Regions from separate parts of the Mus musculus genome. Here all the other regions are linked to region 1. The links are chromatin contacts, called in public Hi-C and capture Hi-C maps. All regions are on one chromosome and are shown on one strand. The core of a region is the stretch at or near the end of the contact, and the rest is flanking DNA. Distances in the headings are between cores, read along the strand shown.

Region 1 (4,473 bases), core at 1,060-3,559:
TGATGGTGTGTGTGTGTGATGCTGAGTTTCAAACTGGGCTCTGTGAATGCTAGATGAACAGATAACAGATACACCTTCAGCTCCAGTTTGGCTTTTTACAGTTAGGACACAGAGCATTCTTGTTAAACTATTTCCCATATTAATCACCCATATAATTATATATCTGTTACTGAATATAGGCATAGTCTGTAAGTTGGTAATAAATGGCAGCCAATTACAGGCAGATAAGGACAGGCCCAGGAGATCACACGCTGTGGCTCATATAACTGTGAGCACACAGATGTTTAAGTCAGCTCTTAAATTAACCAACCCAGGCCTGACACCTTTCTCTCACACATTTTCTCCCTCTCTTTACTTTTGTCACTGACATCACAAGCAGATGCACGGGATGTGGTCCTCTCACTGAATAATAATGTCTGCGCGGAGCAGGCCATGAGTAAAATGAGCAGACGTTTCTCTCACCGGGCCTCATGTCTGCGGCACTGGGACTCAGCACTCCCTCCTCGAAGTGGATATCCATTCCTTCATCCTCTGACGGGGGTCTGAAAAGAAGCAAGAAGAAGAGCATTAAACACACATGCACACCCTCTATACACACACACACACACCACACACACACACACACACACACACACACACACACACACACATCACAGGTGCGCATGCGCGCACATGTTTTATCATCTTTAAAACGAATAAACAGAGAATAGAGGATAAACATTTCAACTGATTTGAAATAAGGCAAGTATGTGAGCGGAGCCCATTGTTACATGGCCCCAAATGCAGTGAGTCACTGTGAATGAGAACCACAAATGTCAATTTCATTGACACCCTGAACAGCAGTTTGGCTGTGTACAATGGCCACTTGTCTCATCTCTCACAAGCAAATACAAACCCGGTAAGACTTCAGAAAGAGAAAGTGCAAAGAGCTAACTCATCGCAATGGACATAAAGCATGCATTTTTTTTCAACATGAAATGCAACAGGTGTGCTTTAGAGTAGACAGATCCGAGTATTGGCCCGTTCTCTTCCTATAAACATGGGCCTAATACCTCAGTCACATGGGCCAAGGTCGTGGTACTCCACCAGCCTTACCTTTTAAACTTATAAATTAGGGATGTACAACCTATCTTGCTCAGTTATTGAAAGGCGAAGCAATGAGAAGTAAAGGCCTCACATCCCTGAGAAGTCAGAACTGACAGTCTTTCCCTCCCTGCTGTTGAATATTTGAAGGTTCTTTGTCGCTATGTGTTAGTGAAAATGATCCTCCTGTCTCTGCTCAGAGCTGAGCCCAGCCCCTGTGTCACCTTCCTCTGCAAAAGAAAACTGGGAAAACAGAGAACTGGACAAATGTGTATGTTCTTCTAGGAAGCTGGTGGTTGTAAACCATGAATTTCCCTTCATTTTTATTCTCTGGACGTTGTTCAGTAAATGTTCACTTATCATGGTCTTATATCTCTCTTATTGGCTTCCATGACATTTTAATCCCTTATGGTAAATCTTCAGACGTAGGCATGAATCCAAGTTGACATAGGTCACCTTTTTATTCTACTTCTAAAATTAGGTCTCATCCCTTATCAATGAGCCTTTTCTCCATGCCAGTCTGGACCTACCAAACACTGAGAGTTTCATCAATTTCTGAAGGAGTCAGGCTAAGTCCACTGGTCATTGACAAATCACTGAGGTGACAAAAAAAAAGGTTCTCAGCCTCTGGTAATAGGGAGACTAGCTCTGTTTATTGAACAAATATGCACTGACGGTCTACTATGCGCTGAGACTAGAGTAGACCAGAACCCTTAACCTCTTCCTTGTGGAGATAGAAGGATGGAGTCGAACCAATGCACAGTGCTCCATATAGCTCTACAGTGGCCGATGTCTTCCCCAGCATCTCCATAGACCCTTCTAAAACACAGCACCAGCAAGTTTTAAACATACCCAAAGGCCCAAATGTAAAGGTCTGGTTTCCAGGCTATAGCACTCCTAGAAGGTGTAGAATCTATAGGAGGACAGGCCTACTAGCAAGAAGGTACGTCATTGGGAATAACATTGAAGAAATATTGGGACACTGCCTCAGGTCTCTGTTTCCTGGCTGTGATAGCTATGCTCTGTAACTCACTGCTGCCGTGATATTCCACCTCACCATAGGCTCAAATGCAGCATGACCCAACTATCATAGACTGAAACTTCTGACACGACAGTCAGTCAAATATAATTCCTTCCTCTTTTTAAGTTGATCATTCAACTGTCTTGTCAGCAACGGGAAGCTGACTAACATAGGGAGTGTCTCTTTACAAAATCTGTGGCTTTGAGTCGATGTGTTCCCTAAAACTGATGCTGCACCAGAGCTGAGGGACAGTGGGCAAAGCTGGGAGATACCGTTCTGTAGCAGAGTGCCTGTCTGGTATGTGAAAGGCCCTACATTCACTCTCTAGTTACACGTGAACACGTGCAGGCCAGGGGAGGGCACTCAGTGTCCTGCTCTGTTGGTCTCTTCCTTGTTCCTCTGAGATAGGGCTTCTCAGTGAACCTGGAGCTCATGAATGGCAATGAGTCTGGCAGCTGTGCAATCCTTCTGTCTTTACTCTGGGGGTGTGAGTGATAGCCCAGGTTTTTATGCAGGTACTGGAATGCAAACTCTAGTTTCCCTGCTTAACCAGCAAGCCCTCGGCCTGGCCTCCAGGCCCTGGTTTTGAAAATCCTCAGAGGCACAGATTCCTGATTTCTCAGGATAGTATAGTTTGTTCTATAACACACCCACACACTCATACACACACACACACACACACACACACACACACACACACACACACACACACACACACACACACATACACACACACTGTTGTCTCAATCCATCCGTGTGATTCTCCTTAGCATTAAATCTAGCTACCTGTCTTGTAGAAAAAGGCTGCTAAGAGCAGTTACAGTCAAAACTGAGATTAATCTGGGTGTGGTGGCACATGACTGTTATCTCGGCACTTGGGAGGTGGAGACAAGAGGACCAGTGCCAACTTCAGCTACATAAGGAGACTGGGACCAGGGCAGGTACATGAGACTATTTCTCAAGAACAAAAGAACAAAATTAAAACAAAGCAACTAAATTAAATCACTTCCTGTGTGCTACAACACATATCATTTCATCTTATCATTCTGTTTCCTCACCAGTAAGAGGAGAATGTGTCAATTCTTCAATATGCGTGATGACAGAAGCCACCACACCTATCATCAATGTACCAAATTTTGCTCTCCAACCTAAGCGTTTTCTCTATGTGAAGCCATCAAATCTATCTTAATCGCTGTTATATCTGCAGTACCCAGGAGGGTAAACACCTAGTAAATATTACACAGAAGACCCTGAACACATACACACAGTTTCTCTAGCCTTCGGTCCAAGAGTCAATCTTCAAATCAATGAATAAAGAGCCCCCAGATTCCTCCTGACCATCACACTGAGCTCACAACAGATGTCAGAAAGTCCACTTGACAGTGAACATGAATGTGCAGGCCCCCAACTCAAAACAGGTACGGGAGGGCTTTAAATGTGACAGAGTATCCACCTAAATTTTGTGGGGTTTATGAGTTCTGTGATTCACCAGTAAGACAATGAAGTAACTGCAGAAGTTCTGAATATGAGGTCAGGGTTGTGAGTTGTGGTTCCCTTAACCATTGATGGGCTGGTTGACTGAGAAAATGGGCTTCCAGTTTTAAGAGTTTTAAAGAGAGATGATAAATATTCAACATCCCAGGCTATGGGGAATAAACCCAACACAAACAAGACCTCCTAGAAAGAATAAAGCACAATGCACATGGACCTTCCTGTAAACAATAAAGCATTGTCTGAGTTTCAAGTGTCCTTACAGTTAAGAAATAACTGGGGGTAGCCACTAGAAAGTCGTAGATGCTAGGAAGGCAAGAGGCTCCCAGGACCCAACAGGGGTGACATTAGCTGGAATACCCAACAAAGGGGAGAGAGAACCTGTAGAGACCGTATCCATACATTAGACATGGCCCCCCATTGAGGGATGGGGCCACCCACCCATCTCCAAAATATTAACATAGAATTGTTCCTGTCTAAAGGAAATGTAGGGACAAAGAGTGGAGTAGAGACTGAAGAAAAGGCCATCCAGAGACTGCCTCACCTAGGGATCCATCCCATATACAGACACCAAACACAGACACTATTGCTGATGACAAGAAGCGCTTGCTGACAGGAGCCTGGTATGGCTGTCCCCTGAGAGGCTCTGCCAGAGCCTGACCAACACTGATGTGGATACTCACAGCCAACCATCAGACTGAGCACTGGGACCCCAGTGGAGGAGTTAGAGGAAGGACTGAAGGAGTTGAAGGGGTTTGCAACCCCATAAGAAGAACAACAATATCAACTAACTGAACAACCCAGAGCTCCCAGGGACTAAACCACCAACCAAAGAGTACACATGGAGGGACCCATTGCTCCAGCTGCTTATGTAGCAG
Region 2 (4,473 bases), core at 879-3,378, 110 kb before region 1:
TGTATCTTTTTTCTCTCTCACTCAGAATTTTGAAAATAAAAATTCTTTAATCTTTAGAATACAAAGTAACAGGTTCCTCACGATGTTTTCATGCACTGACAGGTTTTGGTTTTGCTTTGTTTTGAATTTTAAACAACAACTATGTTTGGGGCTAGTGGGTAAAAGTGCTTTCAATGAAAACCTGGCAAACTGAGTTTGATCTTCAGAACCCAGGCAAACTTGAAAGGAGAGAACCACTTCCCAAAACGTTGTTCTCTGATCTCCATTCATACCTGTGTAGTGGCACTAGAGACCATTCAAACAGCACACACAAACACACACACACGCACACTCACAGGAGTACACACATGCACACATTTGCACACACTCACACCCTTGCACACATTTTTTTTTAATCTGTAAAACCTGACATTTGGGCAACATAATATCATAAAGCCTGTAGCGCACTACCAATGTATTTTAAGATACATTGAATGATACTATATATCACATTAAGAGATTATGAGATACATAGTGGTTGAGAGATGGCTTAGTGGTTAAGATCACTTGCTGTTCTTCAGAGAACCTAGGTTCAACTCACAGCACCCAGATGGCAGTTCATTATTATCTATAACTCCACTTCCAGGGCATCTAATGACCTCTTCTAACTCCTGTGAGCACTAGGTATTCATGTGATACGCATACACACAGGCAAAACAGTACAAAGAAACTAAAAATAATTTTTTAAAAAATACATATATAGCAATTATTTTGCTGTCTCTCTATAATCATGACAAGCTAAATGAAACTTGGGTAATTTTATAAGAAATAACAATGATTATTTTGGATCAAAATAGGAGTGACTATAGACAAGATTTATCTAGATGGTGTGAGGGACATGGAAGGCAGCCTTGTGATGGAAAAAGTGGCTGGAGAGTAAGGCACATTAGGCTCTGTGACTCCTCCAAGAGTCCTGATCTGCAGCACATGGCATTAGATCTAAGATGGTTCCTGGCACTCTAGTGAGACAGCAAAAATGAACCAAGGATAGGGCAGCGACCGCTTCCCTGATCCTCATAGAAGTCCTCACAGGTGAGGATGCTCCCCCATACCTTATGAGTTGTCTCATTAGGCAGGGCTTTCATTGGATGGCGAGATACAATTGGCCAAGGGTTTGGAGGCTTGGGATTGGCTCATACGATTGGCCAAGGATTTAGGGGCTTCAGATTGATTCAAATTCTGTATATATGCTTATGGACTGAGCAAGAAACTCAGATCATCTACATTCTAATGCTGGTCTCTGGAGTCAGATTTCCCAGGATTCGTCATGTGACTCCATCACCTCTTACCTCATACTTCCATCCTTGGTCCTCCCACAAGATGGAAAGTCAAAGTTTATCATTATCAAATTCTAGTCTCATTTGCTTTCAAAACAGAATCCTGCTATGTGCACAAGTTGGCCTCAAACTTGCCACAGCTTTCTAAGTGCTAGCTATATGTGCATATGCCACCACTCCTGGTTTATAGCTAATTGATTTTAAACATTAGCTTTACAATCTGAGGCTGGGAGGGCTTCAACTTCAAAATGGTCACTGAAGATGCTGTTCAATGTACAATGGCCTTTGACTTAGTGTACCAGAGTCCAAGACCAGAGCCAGGTGTGTGTGTGTGTGTGTGTGTGTGTGTGTGTGTGTGTGTGTGTGTGTGTATGTGTGTGTGTTCTAACAGACCATGATCCTTCACCCACTTCAGAAGAAATTTTGGTGAAGTCAAGGAATTTAATTTAACCCAGCTATGCTGGGAAAGGAAATAGAGACCAATATCTTCCGTTCTGTCCTTGAGGTGCTGGTAACGGTGCTTGCATCATATAGGGGAAGAAGGAAAGCTAGGTGCTGGCTGGAAGCATGTGTGGTCTAATAGTCTTTGTAGGACTATCTCTCATCTTTCTCTCTGTCCACCATGTTCAATTTAGTGCTGTTTGTAGGTTAGTTTTGATAACTGCTAGAAGACACTTCTTGATCAGATCTGTTGTTTCTGAGGTCCCAGGTGTGCATGCAAGAGAGAATGACTCAGAGGGTGAGCATGCCTGGAAGGGAAAAGAACACTATTACAGCAATGACTTGTTCCTCTTTGAGGTTTAAGGCATTGACTAGAAACATCTAGCCTTTGTTTGGGTGGTTTACAACCGGACGTTAGGCAAGATGGAAGCTGGTGACCTGTTGCTTATGACTTCAGCCTTGAAGGAAGAGGATTATCAGTTCCAGGTGAACACTCAGACATAGTAAACTCCTGATGTGCAGAGCTGAACAGTAATTTGGTTTTGTTTACTAATTTTTTTTTCCTTGATAGTGTCTTCTGTAGCTCAGGCTGGTCTCGGGTTCATGCGGCAAAGGCTGACTTTGAACTTCCGGTCCTCCAGCTTTTACTTCCGGGATCCCTGGAATGCTAGGTATGAACCACCATGCTAAGCTTATGCAGGGCTGGGAAAGGAATGGAAAGTTTTCTGTACACTGGGCACGCACTTGACTAACTGAGCTATAGCCCAGCCTGTGTCCCAAGGTTTAAGGTAGCACATCCTGCAGGCCTTTTAGGAAAAGCAGCTTCAAACCCTCTGATATAGCCCGATAAACATAGTATAAACTAAACATGTCCTAAGCGTGAAAACACCTTGGATACATCTAATATGCTGGCCATGGTATAGGCAGTTTCCTCTCCTGGCTGACTGCTACTGCTCAGCATCACTTGAGAATATTGTCACACATATTGCTAGTTAGCTTGAGAACAGGTTAAAACTCCAAATCTGTTGTTAAATAGGGAACCGTGTGATGTGTGGCAGGCGGCTCATGTCTGTGGTCTCAGTTACTCAGAAGGCTGTGGTGGGAGAATCATTCGAACCCAGGAGTTGAGGCCTAATTGTGCCAGCATCCTTAGAGCCTATCGGAAAGAAAAAAAAAAAAAAAAAAAAAAAAAAAAAAAGAAAGGAAAGGAAAGGAGAGGAAAGGAGAGGAAAGGAGAGGAAAGGAGAGGAAAGGGGAGGAAAGGGGAGGACAGGGGAGGGGAGGGGAGGGGAGGACAGGGGAGGACAGGGGAGGACAGGGGAGGGGAGGACAGGGGAGGGGAGGACAGGGGAGGGGAGGACAGGGGAGGGGAGGGGAGGGGAGGGGAAGAGAGGAGAGGAGAGGAGAGGAGAGGAGAGGAGAGGAGAGGAGAGGAGAGGAGAGGAGAGGAGAGGAGAGGAGAGGAGAGGAGAGGAGAGGAGAGGAGAGGAGAGGAGAGGAGAGGAGAGGAGAGGAGAGGGGAGGAAGTAATGATGATGAGATGTATTCCAACACTCCAATTTTGCTCTGAATTTTCAACCCTGGCCTCCTTAGGCACAAAGCATGCATGTATCACACACACACACACACACACACACACACACACACACACACACACACACACACACACATACACACACACACACACACATACAGACAAAATGCACAAACATAAAATGAAAATAAATAAGTCATTAAAAGAGAGAGAGGGAAAACAAAACTAAAAAATATTGGGGTTCATCTGTACAACAGATCATGTGGGGATAGTTCCCGTTCCCATTGCCAATCAGAGCTCACTTGTGACCCAAGACATTCACACTGTAAGCTAGAAAAATCTATCAGACTGAAGCTTTTGTGTTCACTTTTAAAACGTCTTAAAGATGCTTCTAATTCAAATCTAAGACTCCCTTTTATAGCTGCTTGGGGCTCCTTAGACTCAAAGAGTGAGATTACAGTTTGTCCTGAATTCACGCCTTTGCTTTTCTTTGGTTTGCACTGAATGAAACTCTGACTTTCTTCAAGCAAAGCAATAGGCTCTGATATGGAATTATAGCTTAACATTTTTAACAAGGAGTTTAGGCTTTTCTTCACAAAAAGTTGCTGTTGGTAAGTTAGCAGCTGTTGCCACAAGCCGAGACTGCCTTCAAGAACTAGCATTTCCTCTAATTTTGCTATGAATTTTCAACCCTTGGCTATTAATCACCTGACCATTATTCTGATCACTAGCCTGGTGCATTGGAGTCTCCCGAGAACTTCAAGAGCCACTAGCCTGTCAAATGACTAACTCCAGGATCATGTAAATCAAGAAAGCAGCATGGGTTATGCGGTTGATAGGTGGCCTCAGATCTCTGCCTTTCAGAGTGCCTGTTGATAGTTACATCTATCTGACAGTTGCTTTGGACAGTAATGCTATGCTATAGAGTTTCACTCTTAGCTTGTTGAAAGGATGAGTCTCAGCAGGAACTTGATATAGCAGAATTGAGATAGAGAATGTCTAAAACATTGAGAATCAAGCAAAACCAGCTATACCTTTAAGGGATCTTGGCCTTGCCTAAGCTGCAAATAAATGAAAGTGTCATTATTTCTATCAAGTGATTGCCTCAGCCAATCATAAGCCACCAACTAATGATGATGAAATGTATTCTAACACAGAATGTTAGAATGCCCAAGATACAAT
Region 3 (4,473 bases), core at 981-3,480, 87 kb before region 1:
AGGAAAGAGTGGAGGTGCTGGAGTCTATGGAGAAGAGGAAACGAGAGATGGTTGTCTAGAGAGGGGAACAGGCAAAGGAAGAGAAAATGTCACAGATGAAGGGTGACATGTGGCTCTATGTGCTCGTGACCCCAGGCTGTAGCTCCCACTCAGATCTGAGGTCTATGAAGAAAATGAGCCACTTCTCTGTGCCAATACCCGAAGCCAGACTTTGGGTAATAACTTGCCCTTTAAAACAACAACTCTCCTGTCCTTCTTACCAAGCTCTATGTGCCTCGAGCTGTCAGAGAACTCCACATATGTTCTCACCGCTTTCTCTCTGAAAGCCAATAAAGGAAGGTGATGATATTAGCCCTAACTTGGAGATTAAGATATTGAGGGTCACAGAGAAGTTAAATTCCTTCAGGTGCACACACAAGATTTGGGTGAGTTGTCTGCCTGTCTGTTTGTTTGTTTGTTTGTTTATTTGTTTGGCGTAGTTTTAATTGAGGAGCTGGGGATGCAACCCAGAGTCTGACACAGGCTAACATGTGCTCACTGTGGAATGGTGCCTCTGACTCCAGAAGGATCTGAGTGAGGCTGACTGACCGACCTCTGAGCATAAGGGAGGAATGTTCCAGGCTAGTTGGTCTTAAATCCAGGTCCTGAAGACACGGAGCACAGACTTCTTCCTGTGCTCCATTTAGATTAGAATGGGTGAGGTGATGGTCGCCATCTCCTGTTGCCACCCAGGCACAGGTGGATCTCTGGGCCTCCAGCTTTGGAAGCAGGGCTGCCCTTGAGCCCAATGCTGGTCTGCTTTGGAAAGGCAGCAGTCTCCTGTGATCCGGTCCCACTCTCCAGCTGGTGCATTGGCTTGCCTATTCATCTCCTCTCTCCCTTGGCCTGCAGGTCACCAGGCTACTCGATAGCACCTTGGCCAGAGACTCAATGGCTAAGGAAAGGAGAAGGAAAACTTAGCTCAACTTTTGTTACCCGAGGCGGCAGCTGAAACCAATGCCCACAAAGGGAGTTTTGTGTTTCCCATGAATTTAAAATGTTCCTGTCACTCGTGCTACCAAATGTCCTAAGCTGGTGATTAGGGGAAGAATGTCAGCATTGTGCAAGCAGAGATGTATGGGGAAAAGATCATAGAACATATTTAGTACGTTAAAACATTAACATCAAGGATTGCAAGGAGAGAGCACTTTTCATCTTTGCTCCTGACTTGATTGGCAGGTAAAGGAGATGTATGGGAAAAAGAGAGTGATGGAAAGGCTGCAGATCTTCAAGGGTCTGAGAAAGAACTTCACAGCCTCTGTGTAGTTTCTTTTCCCTTGAGCCCATACTGTCTTTGTTTTGCTCTTTCCAGTTTGCCTCCAGTTTGCCCCAGGTGCATAAGAAATTCTTCTTCAAATTGAGATGCTGAGGGCGACCCCATAGGAAGACTAGCAGTCTCAACTAACCTGGACCCCTGAGATCTCTCAGACACTGAGTGACCAACCAGGCAGCATACAACCAGCTGATATGAGGCCCCCAACACATATACAGCAGAGGACTGCCGGGTCTGGCCTCAGTGGGAGAAGAAGCACCTAACCCCTGGAGAGGCTTGAGGCCCCGCGGAGTGAAGAGGTCTGGTGGGGTGGGGGTGGGGGGCTGGGGACATCCCCTTGGAGATGGGAGAGGAGATATGGGATGAGAAACAGTCAGAGGGTGGACTGGGAGGAGGGGTAATAATGTAATGACTGTAAAAAGTTTAATAATAATAATAATAATAATAATAATAATAATAATAATAATAATGAGATGCCCTTATGCCACAAAGGTACAGGCAGATTAAAAGCAACTGTTGAGGGAACACTGGATCCTCGAAGGCTTGGTTACTGGGGTGCTTTTGATAAGTTAAAAAGAAACTTATTCCCTAAAAGAGAAAACAGGTGTCTTTTAAAACTTTTCTCATTTTTTTCCTGTTTTTCTTTTTTCTTATTCTTTTCCTTTTTAAATTTACTGCCTTACAGAACTTGGAGCACTTCTACTGTTTTACTGGTGGTCTCTGTTTAGACCAGATATTTCTAGATTCTTGGGGTCCCATTCAAAGAACTGAAGAAACACACAAAAAGTGTGTGTGCACAATAGCAAGGGTTTTTATTTGGAAGCAAACAAGAACCTAGGCAAGATTCTCTGCAAGAAAGCACCAAGACTTCCTCAGGAGCTCTGGATCCTGGCCAGAGCTTCCTCTTTGTGGGTCCAGGCGTTGCTTGCTAGGCACTGAATATGCGTGGTCTTCTGTCTTGATTGACAGGCTTCAGTTATGGTGACCTTTGTTCACTGAAACGGTCTTTCCTCCATGATGCATCTTATTTTAATAATATTCTTGCACAACCATGCATAGGAAAATGCTGCTAGAGTTCTTTCCCAGGGAGAAACACAAATGACATAAATCCCTCCTTGTAAGGTCCTAGTGACAGAGGTACAATTTTTCCAAAGTTTGCTCTGTGAGTTAACTGCGGGGGGAGGTGAGTGTTCTTCCCTGCCACAGGAAAGACATGGAAAGCTTTTATCCTGCAGGAATGAGGGCTTCCCTGGAGCCACATAGACAGAGTCCTCTAACCCCCACTATCCCATTCCCTGACTGTATACTCTACAGTCCCTTCCAGAAGCCACAAGCAATTAAGGTGGAATTGTGTACAATAGGTGGTTGGGAGCAGTTAGATACTCAGATGAGGGTCTGGTGACCCTCCCCACCCCTCCATGAGAGGGTGTAAATGGCTAACTCCGGCTAGGATTATCCTTTGACAAGAGGGCAGAGCTGAGCTCTCCAAGGTGACAGTTGCTTGGCTCTTGGGGTAGTCACTGACAATAGCATAGCAATGATAATTCGATTTTCCCTAAAAGTTCATTCACAAGACATAGTTTTCTTTACTGTGCATGTGTCCAAAACTAGCCCAGGCTAGAGTAACCTACGCACCCTATTCCAGGATGCTTCAGGAAGTGTTTGGCTATAAAAAGGGGAGTTTTTGGGTGTCAGCAAGCACTATAGGTCAAAGTGTCCTGAGTGCTTTGTTTTGGTCTCTCTGTGTGTGTATGTGTGTGTGTGTGTGTGTGTGTGTGTGTGTGTGTGTGTGTGTGTGCTGCTTGACACACGTGGGGGTTTTAAATTGCTAAGTGCATTGTTGGTAAAGATGTGTGTATGTAGCTCAAGTTAAGAGGGGCCCTCAATTGCTAAGCTTTCCCCACACTTGTCTGTCCCATTACTGTGAAAGCAAGACTGACTGTCCCCAGGCCTGGGGGTGTAACTTGGTTAACAGTTTGCTTGCCAGGCACACACAAAGCCCTGCCTTCAGTCCTCCATATTGCATATACAGATGTGGTGTTGCATGCCGGTGATCCCAGCATCCAGAGGCGGAGGCAGGAGAATCAGAAGCTCACGGTGATCCAGGACTACAAAGCAGGTTTGAGATCCACCTGGGATCTGCAAGCTTTTATCTCAAAACACCAAATCTTCCTGGCTTGTAACCCAGAAGAGCAACGAAAGGGCTTCCAAGCTGAGGGTGAATTTCGCCTTAGTCGAGGGGTGATTCTATTTCATTTCTGAGATTGAAAGTGAAAGGAGACATGAGAGTTCTGAATTTCTTTTCTCATTTTAGTCTCAGGAACTTCTTGAATGTAAAAAAAGTAAAATTTCAGTCAACCGTGCCATGTTAAGCCGCAGTAAGACCAGGCACTTCCCCCTATGCTAAGGCTGGACAAGGCAACACAACAAGAGGAAAGAAAAGAGCCTGAGACAGCCCTCGCTCCCACTGTTAGGAGTCCCAGGAAAAGACAGAGCTACGTAACTATAACACACACGCAGAGGGCCTAAGTAAGTTCTAGGTAGGCTCTGTTTCTGAAGAGAAACTGGGGAGGAGTGGATGGGGGCAGGGGTGGGGCAGAGGGAAGGTATGGGGGAGAAAATGGGGGAAGAGGAGGGAGGGGAAACTGGTTGAGAAAAGGAAGGAAGGAAGGAAAGAAGGAAGGAAGGGAGGGAGGGAAGGAGGGAGGGAAGGAGGGATGGAGGATAGAAGGAAGGAGACAAGAAATATATTTATATATATTTTAAAGTAATATTTCTCTTTTATACTTTTTTCTTTTAAAAACGGAGCATGCTATTACTCCTTTTCTAACAACAACAACAAAAGGAACAATTTTTTTGAGCACACTGGAAGAAAGCCAATGGCCTGGGCAGTTAGTAGAGTAACACCTGCAACTTAGAGCCATGGGCCATGAGCAGGAAGGGGCGGGATGCCTTCCTATGCTCTGCAGGAAGGGGCGGGATGCCTTCCTATGCTCTGCTGAAGTTGCTATGTTTGCAGCTTCTGGATACACAGTTCGTGCCTGGAAGGAGGAGAGTCCAGACGAGCTGGTGTCACAGCAGAGGTCGCAGGACAGCAGGTTGCATTCACGGTGGCTCCCACTAAACTTCTAGAACATCTAACTTCTTTAAATCATGAAATG

Evidence for each region. A called contact is a pair of places that touch in the nucleus more often than the background predicts. Capture Hi-C pulls out chosen DNA fragments and counts their contacts.
Region 2: a contact with region 1 is called in a Hi-C map of granulocyte-monocyte progenitors, with 2.8 times the contacts expected there. A contact is called at or near these places in 1 of 39 promoter capture datasets (the 3T3-L1 cell line), 19 of 484 Hi-C or Micro-C datasets (CD8 T cells, the HPC-5 cell line, Th1 cells and 13 more), 9 of 130 datasets of targeted methods (CD8 T cells, Th17 cells, bone marrow-derived dendritic cells and 5 more) and 1 of 9 other capture datasets (bone marrow-derived macrophages).
Region 3: a contact with region 1 is called in a capture Hi-C map of bone marrow-derived macrophages, with 4 times the contacts expected there. A contact is called at or near these places in 18 of 484 Hi-C or Micro-C datasets (B cells, CD4 T cells, CD8 T cells and 12 more), 7 of 130 datasets of targeted methods (CD8 T cells, Th17 cells, bone marrow-derived dendritic cells and 4 more) and 1 of 9 other capture datasets (bone marrow-derived macrophages).

What each region holds. Positions count from the first base shown.
Region 1 is chr19:17,164,332-17,168,804 of GRCm38.p6, reverse strand. It overlaps Prune2 (prune homolog 2), which reads right to left. Exons shown (of 20, transcript NM_181348.4): 10 at 463-542. Among named protein-coding and RNA genes, the nearest start is that of Gcnt1, 190 kb to the left of the region's middle.
Region 2 is chr19:17,276,221-17,280,693 of GRCm38.p6, reverse strand. No RefSeq gene overlaps it. Among named protein-coding and RNA genes, the nearest start is that of Gcnt1, 78 kb to the left of the region's middle.
Region 3 is chr19:17,250,823-17,255,295 of GRCm38.p6, reverse strand. No RefSeq gene overlaps it. Among named protein-coding and RNA genes, the nearest start is that of Gcnt1, 100 kb to the left of the region's middle.